Linked DNA regions of Xenopus tropicalis: region 2 is linked to region 1. The links are chromatin contacts, called in public Hi-C maps. All regions are on one chromosome and are shown on one strand. The core of a region is the stretch at or near the end of the contact, and the rest is flanking DNA. Distances in the headings are between cores, read along the strand shown.

Region 1 (5,322 bases), core at 2,101-4,600:
CCCTCTTTGTTTTGCTCAGAAGGCCCGTGATTCGTTGGTTGGCATCCGCATTGCAGTGTTGAGCGATGCTTCAATATATTGACAATTTCCAGAAATAGCAAAGTCAATAATCTGCATTTTTCCTTTAATATCTATTGGCTTGCTGATCCCCATATATTCAGGATTTAAAAGGGGGTGATTTTTTACTGTGGTTCTGAAAAATATATAACATTTTTCTATTTTTATTCTATTTTCTTTTAATAACGCTGTGTCTTTTTTAACTTCTTCACTGCCATGAGCAAGCCTGTCATGGAGTGAAGGGGTTAAATCACAAGCATGTGTTCTCTTTACAGAATTAAAATTTAAGGGCAGTGGACCAAAATTCAGTGCAAAGACAGTTACATTTGAGGTCTCAAAATTCTCTTGCTATTACTCTAAAGCGATACTGCCCTTATAGCTGGAGATGTGTGAGCTCATATATGTAAAGTCTTCATGCGTATTGTATTTATATACTGACATTATTTTAATTAGTATCATATTTAGCTCTGATTTTAACAGACATATGTACATTTTGTTTCTGTACAAATGATCTTATAGCACATAGCCTAAAGCATCACTAGTCACAAAAAAAAAAAAAAATCACTTTCACTTGGGATCTAAAATCAGTCCCTGTAGTTTTTTTTTTTTTTTGCTTCTGCTGTGGACTGTTTCTACAAGATCCGCCATTTTGTTTGTCAAGTGCCAAGAGTACAAAAAAGGCAGAGAATCTGCGTGATGCCAATAATGGTTGCCACTGGCACCGAGGTTGGCATCGGCCCCTCTTTGTCTACATTCTGCATGCCTTTGATTCGTTGGTTGGCATCCGCATTGCAGTGGGCAAATTGTAAAAATTTTGACAATCACAGAATGAAAGCTGTTTCGCTTGTTTGTATCAAGAAAGCAACATTTTTAATCCTTTTTCTTTTACTGTTTCTGTATATTTATGAAAAGTGTGCCCTTATAATTAAAAGTGCTCAGTCTGCCAATCTGTCTGCATATCTATCTATCTATCTATCTATCTATCTATCTCTATCTATCTATCTATCTATCTATCTATCTATCTATCTATCTATCTATCTATCTATCTCTATCTATCTATCTATCTATCTATCTATCTATCTATCTATCTATCATCTATCTATCTATCTATCTATCTATCTATCTATCTATCTATCTATCTATCTATCTAATCTACTATCTATCTGTCTCTAAATGTTTATGTATCCATTTATGTTTCTCTATCAACATAAATGTAAAGTGTTATGGGTTTCACAGTAGTATATATACTGCATATATCTCCATGAAGCAGATGATTGTGCACATTTGCTTTCAGATAAAATATTGCTTTCTCCTCAGCGGTTGTTGCTTAGGAATTACCATTGCATCTGCAAAATCCTCAATGAGGTTAATCAGGCTGCATTACTTGAAATGTACCTTTAGATAACTGTTAAAGGTGGCAATTTACAGATATTGCCTGTTGTGAATGTATTTATACTTCAAAACATATGTTTTATTATCTGCAGGGAGAGGAAAAAAGCAAATCTGAACTTGCCTTTTGCTTGCATTTAAACCAGGGCCATAGGGTTGAATGCTCGATAAAAATTATATGCATAAATGAAAATCTTCAGATTTTTTAAAGACAGTGAAAGTGTAGAATGAGTTAGTAATAATAAAATACAATCTGGCTAAAGTCATTACTTTTAACAAGGGTGGGGTGGGTGGTGAAAAATCCATATTTATCATTGATCCTTGTTTTGGTTCTGCATGCTGCATCCCCGCTCTCTGTACTTATTTCTGTTTATTTAAATATAGATTAAGAGCTGTGTATAACCAACCCCCTCGGTTTCACTTTTTGTTCTGGCTTACAGATGACCAAAATTACTTTATGCAGGGTGTTTACCTTCAATGTTAATCTGACTAACTGCCTTCTCCTTCTCTCAGAATTGCTCGCAAGAACCAGGAGGTGGGGCCTGGGGTTTTCCTGTTTGCCCTGTTTAGCTCAAGAAATGAAAAAAATATAGTTTTTCAAAATTTAAAAAATAGTCAAAAAATTTCTATTCATTAAAATTCTGCTGCTCAACAGAGTGTACTGTCCGTTTACAAAAAATATTTTATGCTTCAGGTTTGCATGTGTGTCCAGCGGTACCTTGAATTAACCATCTGCTTTGTATCTCTTACCAAAAAACAAATAAAGCAAATTAAAAGGAAAATTTGATTACATTCAAATTCATTTTACTGGTTTTACCTAGATCCAATTAACCTTCTTTTCTTAATGCTATGTGTAGGCCTATGATAAAGGGCAACATTTTAACCTAAAAACATAGTTGCACAGTTTAGAGGTTTTACTCTCTTGTATGCAGTTTTCTAGTTTTTCTTTACTTCTCTTCATGCAATCACTTAATTTCACAGTGATTAATTCTAGAATTCACTGTTAAAATTAAACCATGGTGTTCCAAAGAGATTAGAAAGTATGCACTTTCCAACTTTGCATTCCTGGAAGCACTTTTTAACGTAGTAAGGGGCAGATTTGTTAAAGTGTGAGTTTAGAGTTTAATACATAAAACTCACCCATGTTATATTCCTATGGGATTTTTAGGATCATATTGAACAAGAGAGTTTACCATTTGATAAATACACCTGATAAATCCCAGAGGAATGAATAGAACGTGTGTGAGATTTTGTGTATTAAGCTCTAAACTCACATTTTGATATTATGTATTAAATATCTGTTTTTATCCAGTTAGCACACTGCTTTTTCCAACTCTTTATCTATGAACCCCCTTAAAAAATGTTGAAGTTGACAAGATTCCACCCCAGCACACACCCTCAAAAAACATCATTTATAATAAAAATTAAAGATGGTCATCAGTGGGAAAAGGTGCGCAGCCATACATTTTACATTAATGTGTTTTACAAAACAGAATTTAGCAGACTTTCATTTTAATTACTCATGGTAGTCAAAAATAATGTGACCTACACGACCCACCCATCTAAATACAGTAATAATTTTACAACATTTTACAACAATGTAGGACACATCCACTGATTAAAACCATATAAGGTTGATTGCAACAGAACAGGTTTTAACAAGCTTAATACCAATAATATATACATTATGATGTTGACATATAGAAGACAAGAATATAATGAATTAATATTGTTTTTGAAAATTTGTCATCTAACTTATTTGCACTTTTTGTCATCTTGTATGCTTAGAATAATGGTAACTAGTTTTATTTTACTTGTCCTTCTTGCTGATATATGGTGTATTTCTTATCTTGCTCAAAAGAAGGCAATGTTATCTGTAGCTGCACAGCATGTAGAGTGCTGACATTACTGTAGGTGAGAAACACTTTGAACCCTGCCTTGTGGATAAGCACTCACAGATGCAGCTAAGGACCTGTGCTTTCTGCCTGTATTTGTTACTGCTGTATTCACGAGAGGTGCAGGTCATGCAGGTTAGGGAGTCAGATATGGAGTACTGAAAAATATAGTTTAGCAACAACTATAGGGCTGTAGATTGGACATCCATACAGAAAATGTTAAAAGTCTGTAATAATATTTATTAAGCATGTTGTCAACCTCCCTATATGTAACCATAATTAATTCTTTACAGCTTTCAGTGAGGAAGTTGGTACATTTTAGGTCTACTCAAATGCCACTTTTGAGCAAAATTGACTGAAAATTGCCCAAAATGGTAGACGTCTTTAAAGCAAAGTAAAAGGCGAAGAGAATGCAATTACTTGTAGATTGTAAGCTCTTTTGGGCAGGCCTCTCTTCACCTCTTGTATCGGTTATTGATTGCTTTATATGTTACTCTGTATGTCCAATGAATGAAACCCACTTATTGTACAGCGCTGCGGAATATGTTGGCGCTTTATAAATAAATGTTAGTAATAATAATAATAATAATTTTAGCATTGGTTAACATTTTAAAATAGAAACCAAAAAAATACAAAGGCAGTGACAAAATATAAAAGATCCCTTTATTTGTAGATGCTAATAGCTGATTTTAATTTCACCTTTTATCATGACAACTGTGGGACCTGTTAAGTAATTAAGCAATCAATTACTTTTCTTAAGTGGTAATTTAATTAGCTGTACACATCACCTAGAGGAACTACAAGTGCTGCAAATTATATTATATTTGGTCCCGATTATAACAGTATAATCCAATTATATGTAATGAAATATATGAGTAAATTTGTCAGGTCACACTATTATAAACTGATTTGTGATATGCACAAGCACTAACCCCAGGTCATAAAGAAAATGTGTCCTTCTCTACTGGTAGTCTGTGCAAATATGCTTTTTATCAGAAGCATTTTGTGCTGTCTGTTGGTACTGTATTTCTTTCAAAACACTGATTTCAAGTAGGGTTACATTTGTAATAAAAAAAAAAATATGGCAACTGCCTAGATAACAGCTATCATATCAGCACCCATATACAGGGGGGTTCAGAGTAGACAAAGAACCCATTTACCATTCAGAGTTAAGTACAAAGCCGCGTCTGCCAGTACTAGGAAGTTTACCATCTGGGCAAAGATAGTCCTATCCAATACCCTAATCACTTGGGAATCCCTAATCACAGATGAGGTACCCAATATTTACATATTCTGTATTACGTATTTTGGGAGTGCTAAATACAGATGAGATAGCCAATGTTTAAATCGGCTAGTATAGCTAGACACTGTGCAGTGTTCAGGGAATCGAGATATCATTAAGGGGCTCACACTAGCTGTTTTTTCTGCTTGAAGATCAAACCTTTGTACACATCACCTGCAGATTTTCTAGCAGGAGCCCAGACACTCAGCCAGATGCTCAGCTGTCAGTTTTAAAGCACCAGTAACACCATAAAGAAAAATTATATTCATATCTGTCCAAGCAGCACCTACACATAAAATGTTTCTTGACATCAAATCTCATATTTTAAAGAGTTATATATTATATGTAACCCTTGTTTATAACTAGGGTTAAGTACCAAAGTACTAAAACCATTGTATTCTACAGAAAGCCAATCTGTTATTTGCCATGTAAACATATGCCCCATTCAACTTAAAAGGCTGCCCCAATAGCTACACATCAGCGCATGAAGTAGTCACACTGTCTGTACCAGTGAAGCTACAGAAATGCTTAAAAAAACTTTTTTCATTTTACTTATTACAGGTCCTTGCATAAATCCATGATGCCCTCTTTTCAGTCATTTGCACATTGGGGACTAAAATTTCTCCCTGGCTTCTTCCTGTGGAATACCTATGTGTCCCAGCTTATGTCCTTCTTTGGCTAGCAGGCACTTACTGCTTT
Region 2 (5,137 bases), core at 398-2,897, 66 kb after region 1:
AGATGTCCATCCTCTCTAGCCATAGAAGATTTAGGCAGTACAATAGCATACAATTTGTACACAATTGTAGCATGTAAAAAGACACAAGAGCTTGTATGTTATTTTAAAATAATGCAAGCCACTTTTGCTGAGTATTAATTTTGCATTGAAGTGGTTAATCGCACATTGGCCCCCTTGCCCTCTCTTAATTTGCCACAAGGAAATCTGCATTCCTTATTTTTGTGCCACACAGACATCTGGAGAGAGTCTTTATTCCCTGGGAAAAATGGTAGGCAGTGCCAACTCCTGGGCGCATAGTCTCTGTCTAACTCACACTACTCAATTCTGTCCTTCTGGGCACTCCTATTCTGCAGCTGTTAAATCCAGCAATGAATGACTGCCCAGCATAGGCAGATGGTTTCCTCCCTTGTGCCCTTCCCTTAGCACGTACGCAGACACACATGCAGGCTCACTTCCACAGCTGACAGCTCTGTCATTCCATAAACTGGCAGGTGGAGATGCCCAGGCCACAAGGCAGCTTAGTCTCTGTATTCAAACCACAGATTAAGGATGCCCATCCCTGCCCAACCACTGCTGAGTAGACCAAGAAATCTGTTAATGTCAAAACATTCATATATCTGTGTTCAATAGTGATGTTATTGGAAAACTATAATTGGCTCCAAACCCTATTAACATTGGTAAACCAATCTTTTGTAGCTCCCACAGGAACGGGTATTGTATGGAACTAGATATTAGACATTTGGCTTTAATGTTGGAAACATTTTACATTATATAATTGTAGCAGGAATGTTAGCATGTAGGTTACATAGCATCCCCTATGTTTGGTTTCAATCTATGGTTCAACAGTTGGAGGGTTGACAAATGAGACATACCCTTTTAATGGAGCAAACAAATCATTCAATAAGTTCCTGACACCATGGCCACTAGCACTGGTGTTGTAGCTGTTTTTAGAAGCTCACTGAGTTAAGAATAGAAACACTTAGGATGTTTTTAATGAACTTCAGCAAAACAAACACCCTTATGCCTTCATGCATCTAGGGTACATATTTACTTCTGGTGCACCTGGAGTTTAGACAGCAAAGTTGGACTTTTCATTATATCATTCTGCTGCTGCTGCCTGAACTGATAAATCATACGGGCACTAAATATTTCAAAAAGGGTTTTATTGAAGCAGTAAACTTCTAGTGCTGTTCAAGACACTCAGAAACAGAATTTCAGAATTGTCAGCATGTCTTTAGTTCTCTCGCCATTCTTTTTCTTTTCTATGTTTTACTCCTTCTTTTTTAGATTCAATTAGAGGTTTGTATTGTGCTATGTGAAAGAGTAATTAATGTGAAAGTCTAATTATGCAAAGCTTCTTGCACAATGTAATCAACTCATCTGTACCTAGAAATCTATTCCGCACATTTGTCTAGTGAAACAAGGGAGCTTGCGTCTGTTCGTCTACTTTCGACAGTTCATCAGCATTGTAAAAAACTTTTAATGCTTGCAACACAAAAACACTTACCTTTCACTCTGATTTTCTTTACAGATCCTGGACAATCAGGAAGTCCAAGCCACAATGATCCTGCCAAGAATCCACCAGGTAAATATAACCCCCGGAAAATTTACATTCTAACAATGTCAGAGAACAAAGGTGCTACTGTGATAGCTTAAAAGTGTATAATTGGTCAGCAATCTGCTTTGCATAGGCAATGGGTATAATCAGCACAAGCAGTGATTATGTTACCTCTTTATTGTAGCAAATGCTTTAACTGCAACTTCATTAATATTCAGTTAATCTCTGCATATTCTGAAACAGGGCAAGAAGTGAAAGCTGTGTAGAACACAAATTAAAGTACTGATTCCTCTATACCACATATGTATTGATGAAACATAGATAGATAGATAGATAGATAGATAGATAGATAGAAGAATAGATATAGAATAGATTGATAGAGAGAAATACATTCTACAATGTATCATTTAGAGATAAACATGGAGTTTATAAACAAATGAATAGTTGCCAGTATGCAAAACAATGTGTGTAAAAGGACCAATAAGGAAAGTATAAGAAATATCAGAATATCATCGGATCCAGCTTGTGAGTATGTGGGAAGTGATAAACTTAAGGTGGCCATACACGCACCGATATTATCGTACGAAACCTCGTTTCGTACCATAATCGGTGCGTGTATGGCATGTCGGCGAGTCGACCGATATCGCAGGAAGCTGCCGATATCGGACGACTCGCCGATCGGACAAGTTTGAAAATTTTGATCGGGCGCCATAGAAGGCGCCTGACCAAAATTCTCCCTTCAGAGCTGAATCGGCAGAAGGAGGTAGAAATCCTATTGTTTCTACCTCCTTACCTGCCGATTCAGCCCTGAATGGTGTGTGGCGGATCTTACGATGTTTCGTGCGACCGATGGTCGTACGAAACATCCTCGGATCGCCACGTGTATGGCCACCTTTACAGGTTTCAGGAACAGTATCTTACAATGATACATTCTAGATAGTGTGACCAAAGGAAAGGATATCTAACTACCAGTAAGTCAGATATGCAAAAAAAAAAAAACCGATAATATAGATGCATCACATCTGGATATTGCCTAGGCTTTCTGATGCATTTCCCTCAAACTGATGCCCAGATTACCCCATCTGGAAATAATTGGCCAAGATCTAACTCCAGAACAACTCAAGATGTCTTGATTCTAGAGGATACAAGAGCATTCCTTGAGGTCAAAAAGAGAATTTAATTTCTTTTAGTGAGAGCTATGAAGTTCTCAAATTCTCTTGAAATTCTCTTCTTCAGGTAATTGTACTATTTTATCCAGAGACTGATTGATTGCCTTTTTGTCTGAAAGGATGTATTTCCTTCTGAGGAAAAATACGTGGCAAGCTCTTTTTGGATGTTAATTTGCTAATGTCTGTTTCTTGCAAATGGTGTAAGTTAAAAAAAGGTAGTAGATAGGGGTATTCTATTTCAGAAGACTCTTTTTCAAAAAGTCAGCTGAGCTAAGGTTAGAATGAAGGCTATAGGGTTAGTATCCATTCTACTGTCTTTAACAAAAGATATCAAAGAAGGGCAAGGGTTGTTTGCATGCAGAATTCACAATTATAATTTCTAGATGGTGACTTCAGGTGTCCTATGTCTTATTATTGGCCCAAATGTGAAAAAACAAGTAAAACCCAACAGATTTGTTTAAGCTTCTAAATGAACTTCTCAATTTTTTTAATATCCATAATAAACTGACCCACTTTTAATGATTAAAGGGCAAACCTCTTCCTTTTTATCGGAATGGTGGCCTGCCTTTCTGTTGCTTTCCTACCCCATTCATCATTCTTTTCTGCATGAGGGGTGGGATAATCACTGAAGCTAATTTACATAATTGTGCACGCAGGTGAGATATCTTGCATGCATGAATGTTAATAAGCTTATTAGAGTTCATTTGCAGGATCCCAGGTGATTCTGCTAATGCATTTCACACCAGGGTCTTATACAAGCACTAGAGAACACATCACTTACCACTCTTCCCTGCCATTAAAAATGTGAAAATTTGAGAATTACACATAGGAATAGTTGAATAGTCCCCATTTGTTTTGAACCTTTGGTGCTACCATTATCTCCAGCAGGCCACTGAATCAGCTGCAATTTGGCTGCTGTGAGTTCTAAACCAAAGGTTTACATACAAAAAGTCACTCATAGGAAGCTTTAATTAGTAAATATCCCAAATAAATAACAAGATACATTTCTCAGATTTTCAATTTTTGTGAGATTAAAGGACCTGGTCATTTATCGCAAACTTTATTTGTTTGCTTATTTCATTCCAAACGACACCATGAAGTTTGAACGGGCCATCAGAGGCAGTAGGCTTAAATGGCTTAATGTTTAAAAAATGTCTGGAAATATGTTTATTTTAGAGATGAAGAAATAGTAAGTGTAAGTGAAAGGAACAAAGGGAAACTGGTCTGTCTACTGATCCTTCTGTGTTTTGTAATAAACCAGCTTACTACTTCAAATGAGGCAGGCACACACTGAAATAAGAGTTTGAATAGAAAATAATTTTTAAATAAGTTCAGAACTAGTCTTTTCATCCTTGTTATCTATCAGTCCTAAATCTAAACCTCTTATAAGTGTGTAATTACAGCTTAGTCTGTTGTTGTTCCTATTAGTTTAGCAGACTATGAGCTTCTTTTAAAGAAAAGGTTTAATGGCTTATACTCAAATAATAGATTCAATTCAGCTCACACAGATCCTTCAGGAGTCACCATTATTTGCCTCTCTGCTCTTTCACCTGCAGCAACAACCTGGTCACCCACTCCCAGTATTTTTCACGCAAGGTGTAGCTTACCCCCTCCCCCCCCCCTTCGCATTGCAACGCACCCAAAATCTTCAGGGACAGGCAGGGTGCAATTTGGGGTGTGATCATAGGCTTAACTGGCATGGTCAGGGTTTGATCATGGGCATAATAGGCTTGGTCAAGGAGTGGCCAAAGAGCACATGGAAGTTAAATTGTATTGATTGGCATGTCTGATATGGAAGTTCATAAAACACCATGCCCTCTTACTTGCCAATATATATATATATATATATATATATATGTAACATGTCTAAATTAAAGAGTAAAGATAAAAAAAAAACTTTTACTCTAATTATTTATGTATTTGGAATGTTTGACATTTGATTATGTTGAATTCAGCATTCTGTTATTATAGACTCTTTATAGTTTTATTTTAAGGGGCTGATTTATCAAAATGTAAGATTAGTGTTTACCACAGAAAAACTCAACCACTTTCTATTCATTCCTATGGCAGTTTTAGAAATGTATTTATCAATGGCAGAAAGGAATGGGTGAGTTTTAATTTGGTAAACACACATTTTGATAAATCTGCCTCTTAAAGTATATTTTACATTCTTCATAGCAATGGAAGGATTCCTGGGCAGGTCTATATCTTCTGAAATGTACCATGTATATGTTTGTTGCAATTTTAAAACCATGCCAGTTTTACAGTCCATAATCTTGGGTGTTGGTGGGATGTTGCTTTATTGCAAATAGCATGCTGCTGCTAACATTTATTCTCTTCTTATGGTGCTTTATGGTAGAAAGCTCTGATTATGACCTGTTCAAGGCAACTAAGCAGCTTGATGCTACTT

What was found. A called contact is a pair of places that touch in the nucleus more often than the background predicts.
Region 2: a contact with region 1 is called in a Hi-C map of gastrula embryo, with 2.0 times the contacts expected there. The contact joins two enhancer-like sites. A contact is called at or near these places in 2 of 5 Hi-C or Micro-C datasets (brain and gastrula embryo).

What each region holds. Positions count from the first base shown.
Region 1 is chr1:124,387,906-124,393,227 of UCB_Xtro_10.0, forward strand. All of the region lies in intron 2 of nfib (nuclear factor I B), which reads left to right. Among named protein-coding and RNA genes, the nearest start is that of nfib, 14 kb to the left of the region's middle. Within about 2 kb of position 3,351, at least 1 of the 11 cell types and tissues checked has an H3K27ac peak or open chromatin away from gene starts, as enhancers often do. A contact at or near this core is called in gastrula embryo, where this site is marked.
Region 2 is chr1:124,455,459-124,460,595 of UCB_Xtro_10.0, forward strand. nfib (nuclear factor I B) reads left to right here. Exons shown (of 12, transcript NM_001097167.1): 3 at 1,532-1,585. Among named protein-coding and RNA genes, the nearest start is that of nfib, 81 kb to the left of the region's middle. Within about 2 kb of position 1,648, at least 1 of the 11 cell types and tissues checked has an H3K27ac peak or open chromatin away from gene starts, as enhancers often do. A contact at or near this core is called in gastrula embryo, where this site is marked.